Regions from separate parts of the Sus scrofa genome. Here all the other regions are linked to region 1. Evidence: chromatin contacts called from public HiChIP or PLAC-seq data. All regions are on one chromosome and are shown on one strand. The core of a region is the stretch at or near the end of the contact, and the rest is flanking DNA. Distances in the headings are between cores, read along the strand shown. Region 1 holds the start of CRTC2 (CREB-regulated transcription coactivator 2). Region 2 holds the start of INTS3 (integrator complex subunit 3). Region 3 has its middle 30 kb from the start of SLC27A3.

Evidence for each region. HiChIP or PLAC-seq counts read pairs in DNA pulled down with a chosen protein or histone mark.
Region 2: a contact with region 1 is called in an H3K27ac HiChIP or PLAC-seq map of alveolar macrophages. The contact joins the promoter of INTS3 here to the promoter of CRTC2 in region 1. A contact is called at or near these places in 2 of 2 datasets of contacts at active chromatin or transcription factors (alveolar macrophages and skeletal muscle).
Region 3: an H3K27ac HiChIP or PLAC-seq map of alveolar macrophages shows a contact between it and region 1. The contact joins the enhancer-like site here to the promoter of CRTC2 in region 1. A contact is called at or near these places in 4 of 5 promoter capture datasets (fetal liver, fetal skeletal muscle, liver and 1 more), 11 of 47 Hi-C or Micro-C datasets (alveolar macrophages, embryonic fibroblasts, fetal liver and 6 more) and 2 of 2 datasets of contacts at active chromatin or transcription factors (alveolar macrophages and skeletal muscle).

Annotation. Positions count from the first base shown.
Region 1 is chr4:95,732,555-95,736,426 of Sscrofa11.1, reverse strand. CRTC2 (CREB-regulated transcription coactivator 2) reads right to left here and starts at 2,198. Exons shown (of 13, transcript XM_021089801.1): 1 at 1,850-2,198. It overlaps SLC39A1 (zinc transporter ZIP1), which reads right to left. Exons shown (of 4, transcript XM_001929505.4): 4 at 2,603-3,872. The coding sequence ends at 3,565.
Region 2 is chr4:95,943,116-95,946,987 of Sscrofa11.1, reverse strand. It overlaps INTS3 (integrator complex subunit 3), which reads left to right and starts at 2,183. Exons shown (of 30, transcript NM_001243322.1): 1 at 2,183-2,890. The coding sequence starts at 2,747.
Region 3 is chr4:95,871,858-95,875,729 of Sscrofa11.1, reverse strand. No RefSeq gene overlaps it. Among named protein-coding and RNA genes, the nearest start is that of SLC27A3, 30 kb to the left of the region's middle. Within about 2 kb of position 2,144, at least 24 of the 83 cell types and tissues checked have an H3K27ac peak or open chromatin away from gene starts, as enhancers often do. A contact at or near this core is called in alveolar macrophages, retroperitoneal adipose tissue and subcutaneous adipose tissue, where this site is marked.

The DNA.
Region 1 (3,872 bases), core at 949-3,448:
ACACACACACACACACACACACACACACACACACTCAAACACGATTTGCTTCCCCACCTGTTTCTGTTCTGACTGCCACAAACTAGGACACATGGTCTCCAGAGACCCAAAGGGGTAAAAAACACAGAAAAGACTAACAGTCAAGGAAAACACATACAAAAATACAACCAGAGTCACAGTTACAGACAGATTCGGAGTTCCTGTCATGGCTCAGTGGTTAACGAATCCAACCAGGAACCGTGAGGTTGCGGGTTCTATCCCTGGCCTCGCTCAGTGGATCCTCAGCGAGTTAAGGATCCAGTGTTGCCAGTGAGCTGTGGTGTAGGTGGCAGATGTGGCTCGGACCCCTCGTTGCTGCGGCTGTGGTGTAGGCCGGCGGCTACAGCTCCGATTAGACCCCTAGCCTGGGAACCTCCATATGCCATGGGTGTGGCCCTAGAAAAGGCCAAAAAAAAGACAGATTCAATCAAAGGCAATCATACCAGCAGAAAGAGCTTAGAAATGTGTTATGGGAGTTCCCGTCGTGGCGAAGTGGTTAACGAATCCGACTAGGAACCATGAGGTTGCGGGTTCGGTCCCTGCACTTGCTCAGTGGGTTAACGATCCGGCGTTGCCGTGAGCTGTGGTGTAGGTTGCAGACGTGGCTCGGATCCTGTGTTGCTGTGGCTCTGGCGTAGGCCGGTGGCTACAGCTCCGATTTGACCCCTAGCCTGGGAACCTCCATATGCAGCGGGAGCGGCCCAAGAAATGGCAAAAAGACAAAAAAAAAAAAAAGAAAAAAAGAAAAAAGAAATGTGTTATGTATGTTCTACCATCCATCTCCTCCTAACTTCTATCTCCCTGCCATGAGGGAGCACTGCAATAGCCTCACCTGCTGTTTTGAGAATAATGTGTCTCTAAATTAGGACTGCACACCAGCTGGGCAAACTCCCACCCCTCACTCTCTCTGACATCCAGCCCTGGGAAGCAAGAAACCGAGGTCAGAGGGGCTTCAGAGGCAACTCTGCCAGGATGCCTTCTTTCTGCAACTTCCCAAGAATCAGTGTTCCCTACACATAGAAGACCCCCCCCCAAGGCACCTCAAAACTGACCCACAAAACAGCCATCTCCCTAGAAAGTTCAGCAAACCATCAGGTTCCACATAACCTATAGCCAACTGGTTACCCCCTTTTGAGATTCAAAGCCCTATCTCTCCTCCAAGGCGGCCAGGGCAAAATACCACGCACCAGTCTGTGAGCAATGGACCTCACCTTCATTCACGTCAGGAAACCACAAGAAGTATTTGAAAAAGGAAGCAAAGGGACGGGACGCAGGAGGGGACTTCCTGCCCCACTGTACCCAGCGCTGCCGTTCAAACCACTCAAGAGGCCCTTTCCCGGAGATAGCAAAGTACCGAGAGTAGCACAAGAGTGCAGAGAGACCAGATTAGAGGAGGTCACCAATTTAAAGGAGCCAGATTAGGGCAAGAAGGCCATCCACCCATCCCATAATCCAACATCGGAGGTGCTTCAGTAGAGTCCCCGAGAGGACTCAATCAGGGATGCACAAGGACCCCACCTCCTACCTTTGTCGGGCTGCGGGGACCACCTCATCTCTCTGTCCACTCCTGCTTCACTTACTTAGTCACTAGTCTTTCCCAAACTCCCAACCTCTCTGCTGTTTTCATCTCCTCCGGCAAAATCCGTCTTCCTGCCCCTCGGCCCTCCACCCGCACCTCCCAGACAGCGGCGCCCGCGGCCCCCTGCCGCGTTCCGCCTCCTTCGCTGAGGCTCCCGCCCCCGCCCCGCCTCTCGGCTCCCAGCTCGGTAACTGCTCTGCTCCGCTCCCGCTCCCCGGAGCGGCCCCTTACCCGGGTGGATCCGATGTCCATCATCACCTCCTCGAAGGCCGCCGTCTCCTCGGCCTGACGCTGCTTCTGCAGCGCGATCTTCTCACTAAACTTGCGCGGATTGGAAGCTGAGGCCGTGGCCGAGCCGGGCCCGTTCGCCCCCGACGTCGCCATCTTCCTCCCCAGTCCCTCCCCGCCACCCTCCCAATACAAGCCACGGCCTCCGCCGCGGGCCCCGGCCCGGCTCTTCCAGCCGTAGCCGCCGCCGCCGCCTCAGCTAGCACCGCGAACCCGGCCCCAGCCTAGCCCTGACCTGTTGCGCGCGGGGACCGCTGGGAGTTGTAGTTTGTTTACGTGACCCTTTCAAAATCCCTGTCACGCAGTACGGGAGAGGAAACGGACACCGTTTCCCAGCAGTCCTATCGACTCCGGGAACTGGGGACTTTGCTCCTCCCTCCCGGCTCCTCCCCGCGCAGGGCAAGCTGGGAAAAGTAGTTCTAAATTGGCCCAGAGCCTACAAACGCGAAGGGGCGAGGGATTAAAAAGGGAGAAAAGGAGGGAAAGAGGGAGGAAAGGGAAGGGGTGGAGACAGGGAGGGAAGCAGGAAGAGACTAGAGGAAAAATTTGGTCATCTTCAGGGAAGGGGACTAGAGAGGGCTGAATGCAAACAGACCCGGGGTATCAAAACAGCTCTAAACATCTGGGACTCAGGCCCTCTCGGACTGGCAACGTGCCCACCCCTTCCCCCCCAAAATAAGTCAGACACTGTACACATGTATAGAAACATGTTTTATTTGGGTAATATATCCCAAAACAAGTCAGTTAGTAAAATAGATTCTAAAGAATATGGCCTATACACAGCCCCTCCCTCCCCAAAAATAACCCTGGGGGTGAGCCTTCCCCTCCCCCCTTGGGATCCTCTGGTATAAAAAATTTTTTGGCAGCTCAGTGTTTATCATCTGGGCATGGGGCACCACGTTCCTGTTCAGTATTCCTAGGGTGCAGCAGCGGTAGGGGGCGGTTGCTCTTCAAACTTTCCCCCCACCCCAAGTTGGCAAACATTTCTGCCCCACCCCGGGATCTGGGACCAAAACAAAGAGCAAGCAGGCCCCCTCCACTGAGGTGCTGGGCAGGGCTCAGTGCCATCACTGTGCTTTGAGAAAGAGGGAGGGGATTTATTTGGCACTTTAAAAATAGAGTGAGGGAGCAGGACTGGAGAAGCCAGAGAAGGTACCAAAACTGGCAGAAAGAGGCCATTTGGCACTAGTCTCCTGGGAGAAGGGACTGGGAAGATAGATACGAAAAGTAGGAAGGGTCCACTCCAAGTGACAGAGGGCTGAAATGGACTGGAACCAACAGGACTGCCTACTCTGGGCCTATGCCCTCTCTGTCCCTCTCCCACAGCAGCTGAGTGCCCACCTCCAGCCTCCCCAGTGGTAGCTTGTCCTCTGTGTAGTGTCTGACCCCTGATACTAGCACTCAATGTCTTCCCTAATACTATTGTCCCTTGATCATGTCTCTAGTGACTTGACCATCTTGTGTCCCCCTGAGCCTAGGAGCCAAGCTCTTGTCTGCCCACATCCTTCTTATTAACTGAATAATTCCAAAGGCTCCATCGCTACCTCCCAGAGGACTCTTTGGTCCTCAATATCTCCCTTCCTATTTCCCACACACTGGGGGAGGAGAGGAAGGTTAAGGGCACGTGAACCTAACCTCCCCTGCCCTCTTGGAGGCCCCTAGACTTGGATGAAGAGCAGGCCAGTGAGCAGAGCAAAGCCTGCTAGGAGCAGAATGACCTTGAGGATTCTCTGCTCAGAAGTGGCCAGCTCCTGGGGCAGGATTTCCAGGAAGGTGATATAGAGAAAGGTGCCAGCCGCCATGCCCTCCAGCACAGACTGGGCCAGCTGGTGCAGAGGCCCTGCTGACTCTGCCAGAGCTGCTCCCAGCCCAATGCCCAGAGGTGTCATGCATGAGAAGAGGATTCCACAGCCAGCCACCACTTGTGCTCGCAGGTGGCTCTGCAGCAGCCTCAGGGACAAGCTGA
Region 2 (3,872 bases), core at 934-3,433, 210 kb before region 1:
TCTTTTGTCCATTTAGGGCCGCACTCACGGCATACGGAGGTTCCCGGGCTCGGCTATTCAGTAGATGCCGGTCTACACCACAGCCACAGCAACGCCAGATCCGAGCTGCGTCTGTGACCCACACGACAGTTCATGGCAACGCTGAATCCTTAACCCACTGAGCGAGGCCAGGGATTGAGCACACAACCTCATGGTTCCTAGTCAGATTCGTTTCCACTGCACCACCATGGGAACTCCTATTTAAGAAATCTTTTAATTCTTTTGGAGCAGTGGGTTGTTACCGGCATTGTCACTGCAGTGGCTTGGGTCACTGCAAGAGGCAAGAAATTGTACAACATAATTTCATTTTTGTTAAAAAACAAATAAAAACAACCCAAGACATAAACTGTGGATATGTGTTTATGTATGTTTGAAAAAGTAGAGAAAGATCTACACAAATTAGTGGCACTGATGACAAGAGAAATGAGATTGGATGGGGTCAAAGGGGAAAAAGAAGATTCACTTCTTTAATGTTTGAATTTTTTTTAAACTTTTATTTTTTTAAAATTTTATTTATTTATTTATCTTTTGTCTTTGTGGTATTTCTTGGGCCGCTCCCGTGGCATATGGAGATTCTCGGGCTAGGGGTCTAATCGGAGCCATAGCCGCCGGCCTATGCCAGAGCCACAGCAACGCTGGATCCGAGCCGCGTCTGCAACCTACACCACAGCTCACGGCAACTTCGGTTCGTTAACCCACTGAGCAAGGGCAGGGACCGAACCCTCAACCTCATGGTTCCTAGTCGGATTCGTTAACCACTGCGCCACGACCGGAACTCCTAATGTTTAAATTTTTGTAGTGAGTTTTAATTACACGTTTTTTTAAATTATAGGAATTGAATTTATTTATTTATAAACCACACCCAGTGGCTCTTGGAAGTTCCCAGGCAGCAGCTGATTTGCTGCAGTGAAAACGAGGGATCCTTAACCTGCCTCACCACAAGAGAACTCCTAATCATAGGAATTTAAAAAAATGTCTTGGGAGACTTATGCTGATTAGGTAGGGGTGAATCGGGTAAGTTTACTGAGAATTTGGGAAATTTAGAAGGTATCTGAGAGGGTTGTTTAGTATAATTAGAGAAGTAGCAGGATGTTGAATGGACTGGAATCCATTAAATCCCTAGGGATGTATCATATATACACATGTACATAGGCTAGAGAAGAACAAATTCCAGAGCCTTTTTTTTTTTTTTTTTGGTGCCACGCCTGAGGCATGTGGCAGTTCCCAGGCCAGGGATTGAACCCGACCCACAGTAGGGACCCCTGATCTGCTGCATTGACAATGCTGGACCCTTAACTCGCTGGGTCACAAAGGAACTCACAGAGGCTTTTTTAAGAAAAAAGTGGTTGAATATGGGAGGGAGACGAATGAATGTCAGAAACAAGCTTCTGCAGCCGGGTTGCTGGGGGCAAATGCTGACACTAACGCAGATAAAACAGGACAATACAGAGCTTCCAGAAGCCAATAATGAATCAGTGCACGATTCTAATGATTTGGTGGGCAAAGTGGGTCTATGCACTTTTTTTTTTTTTTTGCAACCTCTGGCGAAAAACTGCACTTGCGTGAGCGCCTACACTTGCTTGCGTGATGCACTCTTAGCTCCAGGAGCTGGCGCCATACTATCCGATGACATTTGCTCTGGGACCGCTTAAGGGTCAAGGCTCCGCTCCCCGGCCCCGCACTGTCAATTCGTAGCTAGGTTTCGGGCTTCCCAAAGCCACCCAGGACTAGTGCCCCGGTTTCCGCACCCACCCCAACTTCAGAATGAGGGAGAGCGAAGACGGGCGCCGCGCGTGCGCGTCAATATACGCAGGCGCAGCCTCTCTCCTTCCTGATCATCTCGCACTCACACCCCACCTCCGGGAAGTCGTTCTGTCCCGCCCTCTGAGAGCAAAGAAGGAATGCTATTGGGTAGTCTGGTTGTCCATCAACTCAGTCTCTCTTTTGCTCAATACCATTGGCAGCCGGGGAGAAGGCTCTGGGGCCGACGTCGGCCTATTCCTTCGAGTGTCAGCGCCACCGCGGAAGCCGCTATTGGCGGAGGCCAGGGACCGCGTCTGCTCACTTCCGGCGCGGGCCTCCACGATTCCTTCCCCTCCCCCGCCGTCGCCCTCAGCCTTCCCACCCCCCCGCCCTTCCACCATGGCCGCCTCTGTGTGGTGTAGGGAGAAGCTTGTCCTCCGTGTCCTCCCATAGCGCTTACTGCTTCACCCTCACCCCCTGGGGGCCGGATCCAAAGGAACCTCGCTCCCCAATCCTTGGGGCACCAGCCAGGAAGGTTTCCTATTCCCTGCTTCAGGCGCAGGACTCCTCTTTCCCCCACCTCCTGAGGCAGAAACTTAGGATTTTCCTTGCTTCTCTTAGGGTCAGAAGCCAGAGAGGGCTCCCCTTGCACTTCTTCAGGGACAGAAGCCTCTCCCACCCTTCCGTAGGGGTGCAGACCCTTACCCCAGCATACTTAGGAGCTAACGGCGTTTCCTCAGCACTGCCACTCCAGAGGCAGCACCCAGAGGCCCGTCCTCCTTCGCCTCCTGCACGGGAGCGGCCTTTCGGAGAGGAGGGAGGAGTAGAGAGGCCAGGGACCCTGTCCTTCCCGTCCCCCACTTGTCCCTCTTGTCCCTCCTGTCCCTGGCAATCCTAAATTCCTCATTTCTAGGACTTCCCATCCATCCACTCCCTGGCCTTTTCCCGTCTCCTGGCTGCAGCCATGGAGTTACAGAAGGGAAAGGGGGCAGCAGCAGCAGCTGCTTCGGGAGCAGCGGGAGGTGGAGGAGGAGCGGGAGCAGGAGCCCCAGGAGGGGGGAGGCTGCTACTTTCTACCAGTTTGGATGCCAAGGATGAGTTAGAGGAGGTAGGTGTGGGGGGTGGGGAAGGGAGTTAAGAAATGGGGTTGAGGAGGGATACTGGAGCGGATATAGGGTGGGGGTGGGGGAGGAGGCCTTCAAGTTTTTTCTAAGGCCACACAAACACTGCTCCAGACTTCCTGGTCCTGAAGGAAGAAGTGTGGGCCAACTTCCTGGGCAGGTTGTCATAGCAACAGCAGCCAGTGGTGTGAAAATGGGGTGGGGGGGTGTTGATGAGGAAGGGATGCAGCATCCAGATCTACCGAATTTATTTTTGATAGCCTTTTCCGCATACAGGCCACAGCTATTCTGAATATTTACCCTGTTTCAGTCTTAGGTCATATATTGAGTTGAGAAGTAATGTATGTCTGTATAGGGGTCTGGGGGAGGGTGGTGGCAGACAGAAGCTTGCAGACAGACATTGAACCCTTCTGTGAGATAGTATTGACTTCATGTAGGCACAATTGCCAGTGATGTTCACTGGAGTTTAGAATGAGTGAAGACTTAGGAAGAGTGCGTTGTGTTTAGTTACTACAGCAGTGGGGCGAGCAGGGCATAGGACGTAGGGGACTCTCTTTCAAAACCAGGTCATACATCCATGAAGGAGAGAACACATAGCTGCTGAAAAAGGGGATAGGGTGAGGCGACGGAGTGGGTTTGAATCAGGATTTTAGACTACTGAATAATTGACCCTCCCCTCCCCCACTGGCCCTTGCCCTGTCTGACAACCCAGAGTTGATCACTTATCCCTTTCCATTGCTCTGCATGAAGAGACCCAGAAGTGGGACATGATTGCTGAACTGTTTGTAAGACCTAATACATTCAACCCAGTGGCTATCCAGGGACAGGATGAGTCAGGTAATAGGCTCTGGCTCTTCACTGGCCATTTCCCTGCTTCTGATTTTGTCACTGCTCTCTATCAGATACTAGAGGGTGGGCAGGCTGATAGGTGGAATTCATAGTTTAGATTTGAAAAAAAAAAAAAAATGT
Region 3 (3,872 bases), core at 895-3,394, 140 kb before region 1:
AGCCACAATGGGAACTCCCTATAAAACATAATTTTAAATGTTTCTTATGTGCGCTGAGGGTTTGGGATGGAAATGCTATAAAATTTGGTTGTGATTATTGTTGTACACCTATAAATGTAATAAAATTCATTAATTAAAAAAATGTTTCTTGGGAGTTCCTGTCGTGGCGCAGTGGTTAACGAATCCGACTAGGAACCATGAGGTTGCGGATTTGGTCCCTGCCCTTGCTCCGTGGGTTAACGATCCGGCGTTGCCGTGAGCTGTGGTGTAGGTTGCAGACACGGCTCGGATCCCGCGTTGCTGTGGCTCTGGCGTAGGCCGGTGGCTACAGCTCCGATTCGACCCCTAGCCTGGGAACCTCCATATGCCGTGGGAGTGGCCCAAGAAATAGCAAAAAGACAAAAAAAAAAAAATGTTTCTTGTGGAGAAAGGCGAAATGCTTATGGCCCACAAAAATCAGACATTTAAAAAAACCCACAGGAGTTCCCATCGTGGCTTAGTGGTAACAAACCCAACTAGATCAAGTTGGTTTGATCCCTAGCCTCACTCAATGAGTTAAGGATCTGGTGTTGCTGTGAGCTGTGGTGTAGGTTGCAGACGCAGATTAAATCCCACGTGGCTGTGGCTGTGGTGAGGCTGTCAGCTGCAGCTCCAATTCGACCCCTAGCCTGGGAACCTCCATATGCCGCAGGTGGGGCCCTAAAAAAACCCCACACACATACATACCAAAAAACCCACAAAAAAACAAACCCCAAAACAAAAACCACAGATGTGAGACTGCAAGGGTGCAAGCAAGTGGTCAGTAGGAAGTGGCAGCCATGGGCACAGAGCGGGAGCTGGGGCTCTGGGACAGAATTGTTGGTGGCAGAGCCTGGGGCGGCTCTCTAGGTGCTTAGGTTATTCCTGTGCCCTAGGTCTGTCACGCTTCCACCAACATCCAGAGTCAGTCGAGGTGGAGGGGGTGGGGCCACCTGCTTCCAGTGCCTGATCCGGGGGTGCCGGAGTCTGCCATTTCCTGGGAGCACAATGGCACCACTTTGAGTACTGCCCATCACCGGTGAGCACCAGCCAGGAGTGTGGCGGGGTGGCAGGCTGTGGGCCACCACACAACCACAGACCCCTGACTTCTGCATCCTCAGGGTGATGCTGCTGCCGCCTGGTGGCATCCTCCACATCACCAGTGTGGGCCAGGCTGACATGGGCATTTACTGCTGTATGGCACGAAATGTGGCCAATGCCTGCCACAGCCAGGATGCTCAGCTGACCTTGAAGGGTAAGCAAGGGCTAGGGAATCAGAATGGGCACTGGGCAGAGAGGAGGGTGTGAGAGCTGGTGCCACTGGGAGTGGATGTGGCTGATGTGGTTGTATATGGTACAGATACTTTTGCACGCTGGCCGTACATGAGGACTGTGCTGGGTGTGGGAATACAGCAGTAAGCAGATAGAACAGGCTGGGTGCATCGATAGCTTCCCAGAGCTTGCAACTGAATAGAGAGGGAAGTGGGGTGGGAACCCAGGGCAGACGCCTCTAACCCAGCCTTGGGCTGTGGTCAGGGGCCTTGGGAGAAAGCTATACCAAGCTGGGTGTTGAAGGGTGAGCAGGGAGGTAGGTCAAGGTCAGAGAGGTGGGGAGGGTGGCATCCCTGGCACTGCCTTGTGCAAAAGTTCAAGGATGAGAAAAGCACGGTTCATGCAGGCAGTTCCATGCTGCAGTTCCATAGAATGGGCAGAATTCAGGGTAACAAAGAAATGGTGTGGGTAAGGTAGGTGAGGCCCTTCATGAAAAGGAATTTGGACTTGATCCAGAGAGCAGTGGGGGCCCTTGATGGGTGTAGAGTGGTGGGCTTCTGTGTCTTAGCTGGGAGTGGATGCTGGGGTGTTGCTTGCATGTTCATGTGTGTACGTTTGCACGTTTCCTCCTGAGGATAAGGATGAAAATAGCTTTGTACCTGAGGTGAGACATCAAAAATGACCCCAAATGCAGACCAAGTGGGGCGGGAGAATTTGGGGCCTAAGGTAAGGGTCACAGAGGAGCCTAAGAAGAATTGGCACCTAGCAGGAAACTGAGGTAAGACTGATGCCAGAGTCTGAAGCCCAGATGCCAATGGGGATGTGAGAGGAAGGCATGCCTGAATCATCCACTAGGGGGCCCCACGGTATAGCTAACTAGTGAATCTTGGGCAAGCATTGAGGTGCCTCCACGTGGACTTTGAAAACCTCTGACAGAATTTCACCAAAGGCTGCTTGTTAAACTGAAGATGGAAAGGGGGCATCTATTGTGTCTCTGATCTGGACTACCTCAAAACCGAAAGCAGGGTGGGGAATCAGGGCCCCCTCCTTGAGAGTAGCGAGAAAAGCCTAGCCTGGGTGGGGTTCCTCTGGCCTTCTACTTCCTGTTCCCATCAACCATCTGGAGCAGGAGGGCAGGGCAGGATGCTAGGCTTCCATGATGATCAGGGCTCCTGGCCAAGTGCCAAGTTATCGGGCAGGCACAGGTCCTCCATCCTGCTGCCTGTGGAAGCAGGGAAATAAATGGCCAGAGAGCTTCAGGCAAATGAGAAGAGGCAGGTACCTGTTGGGAGCAGAGGATCAACCAGTAACTGAGGGTTCGTGGGCTGCCTAAATGTCGGAAAGGGGCCAGGGTCAGCATAGACTCTTCCGCCGGGACAGGAGCTGGAGATTGAGGCCCCCGACCATTCATTCCTAAAGCAACTTCTCTGGGGCAGGCCTTACCCTGGGTAGGAAGCAAGGATACGGAATTTCCCAGACTTCTGAGTGCACAGTGGCAGGAGGGGTATGCGGTCAGCTGTCTAGTGCCAGATTTGAGTCCCACCTCTGCTAGTCCCTCTGATGTTGAATAAGTTACTTAAGCTCCATGGCACTTGGCTTTCTCATCTGTAAATTTGGAGAAATAAAAGCTCTGGCCTCACAGGCTTTTCAGGGGGATGATGCATGTGGCACTCAGAGTATAATGCCTGTGGAAGGGTTTAGCCAGGGAAAGGTGAAGGGTTATTATATGGACCAGCTCACTGAACAGTCTGACCAGGGGGAATACAACCCTTTTGGCCAAGGTAGTCCATAGCCTGAACTAGAGCTTATGGGAGACAAACTGAGGAGTGCCTGGCCCAAAGTAGGCCCTCAATATATGATGGCAGGATGAATGAGTGAAATAGTATTCTAGGCCTTGAGGGAGCCTTAAAGATGTGGAAGACTTTATACCAGTCCTTGAGAAACTTTCATTTTATTTTTAAAAAATTAAAAAAATGTTGGCCCTGCCTGGGTGCAGTGGGAAGAGTTCTGTTTCCTGATTCCTCAACTTGCTGTTTTTACCCCGCAGTGGGATCCCCACAGCTGCTGCAGGAACTCGAGATCCTGTCTGGGCCTCAGAACCTGACTCTCAAGGTATACTGAACAGCAGTGCTGGAGTGCATCACCACAGGCCACCCATGGCCATTAGTCTGCTGGCGCTGCCTGGGTGCGCAGCCACCCTGCCCTGCTTCCCAGAGCCCCCAGCCCTTTGCCTTTCCCCAGCTCTGACCCCTGGCCTCCCCACAGACAGCTGCCCCATCAGAAGGCATCCAAGTCCTGGGCACTGGGAACCCCATGATCTCTGATGTGTCGGTTTAGCACTGGGGCACCTACGTCTGTGCAGCCAATTGGCCAGGCACCCGGGTCTGACACACAGCTCAGGGTGTCCTGCTTGTGCAGGGTGAGCCCCCAGGGCTGGCTGGAGAGAGTCCCGGGGCACCCCATCCCCCCAAGGGAACCTGGTTGGGAAGAGGGACAGGAAGAGGACAAGAGGCTGGACCTCATGGCACCTTCCACCTGCCATTGCCTGCCCAGCTCCCCCTGAGTTTGTCCAGTGGCCACAG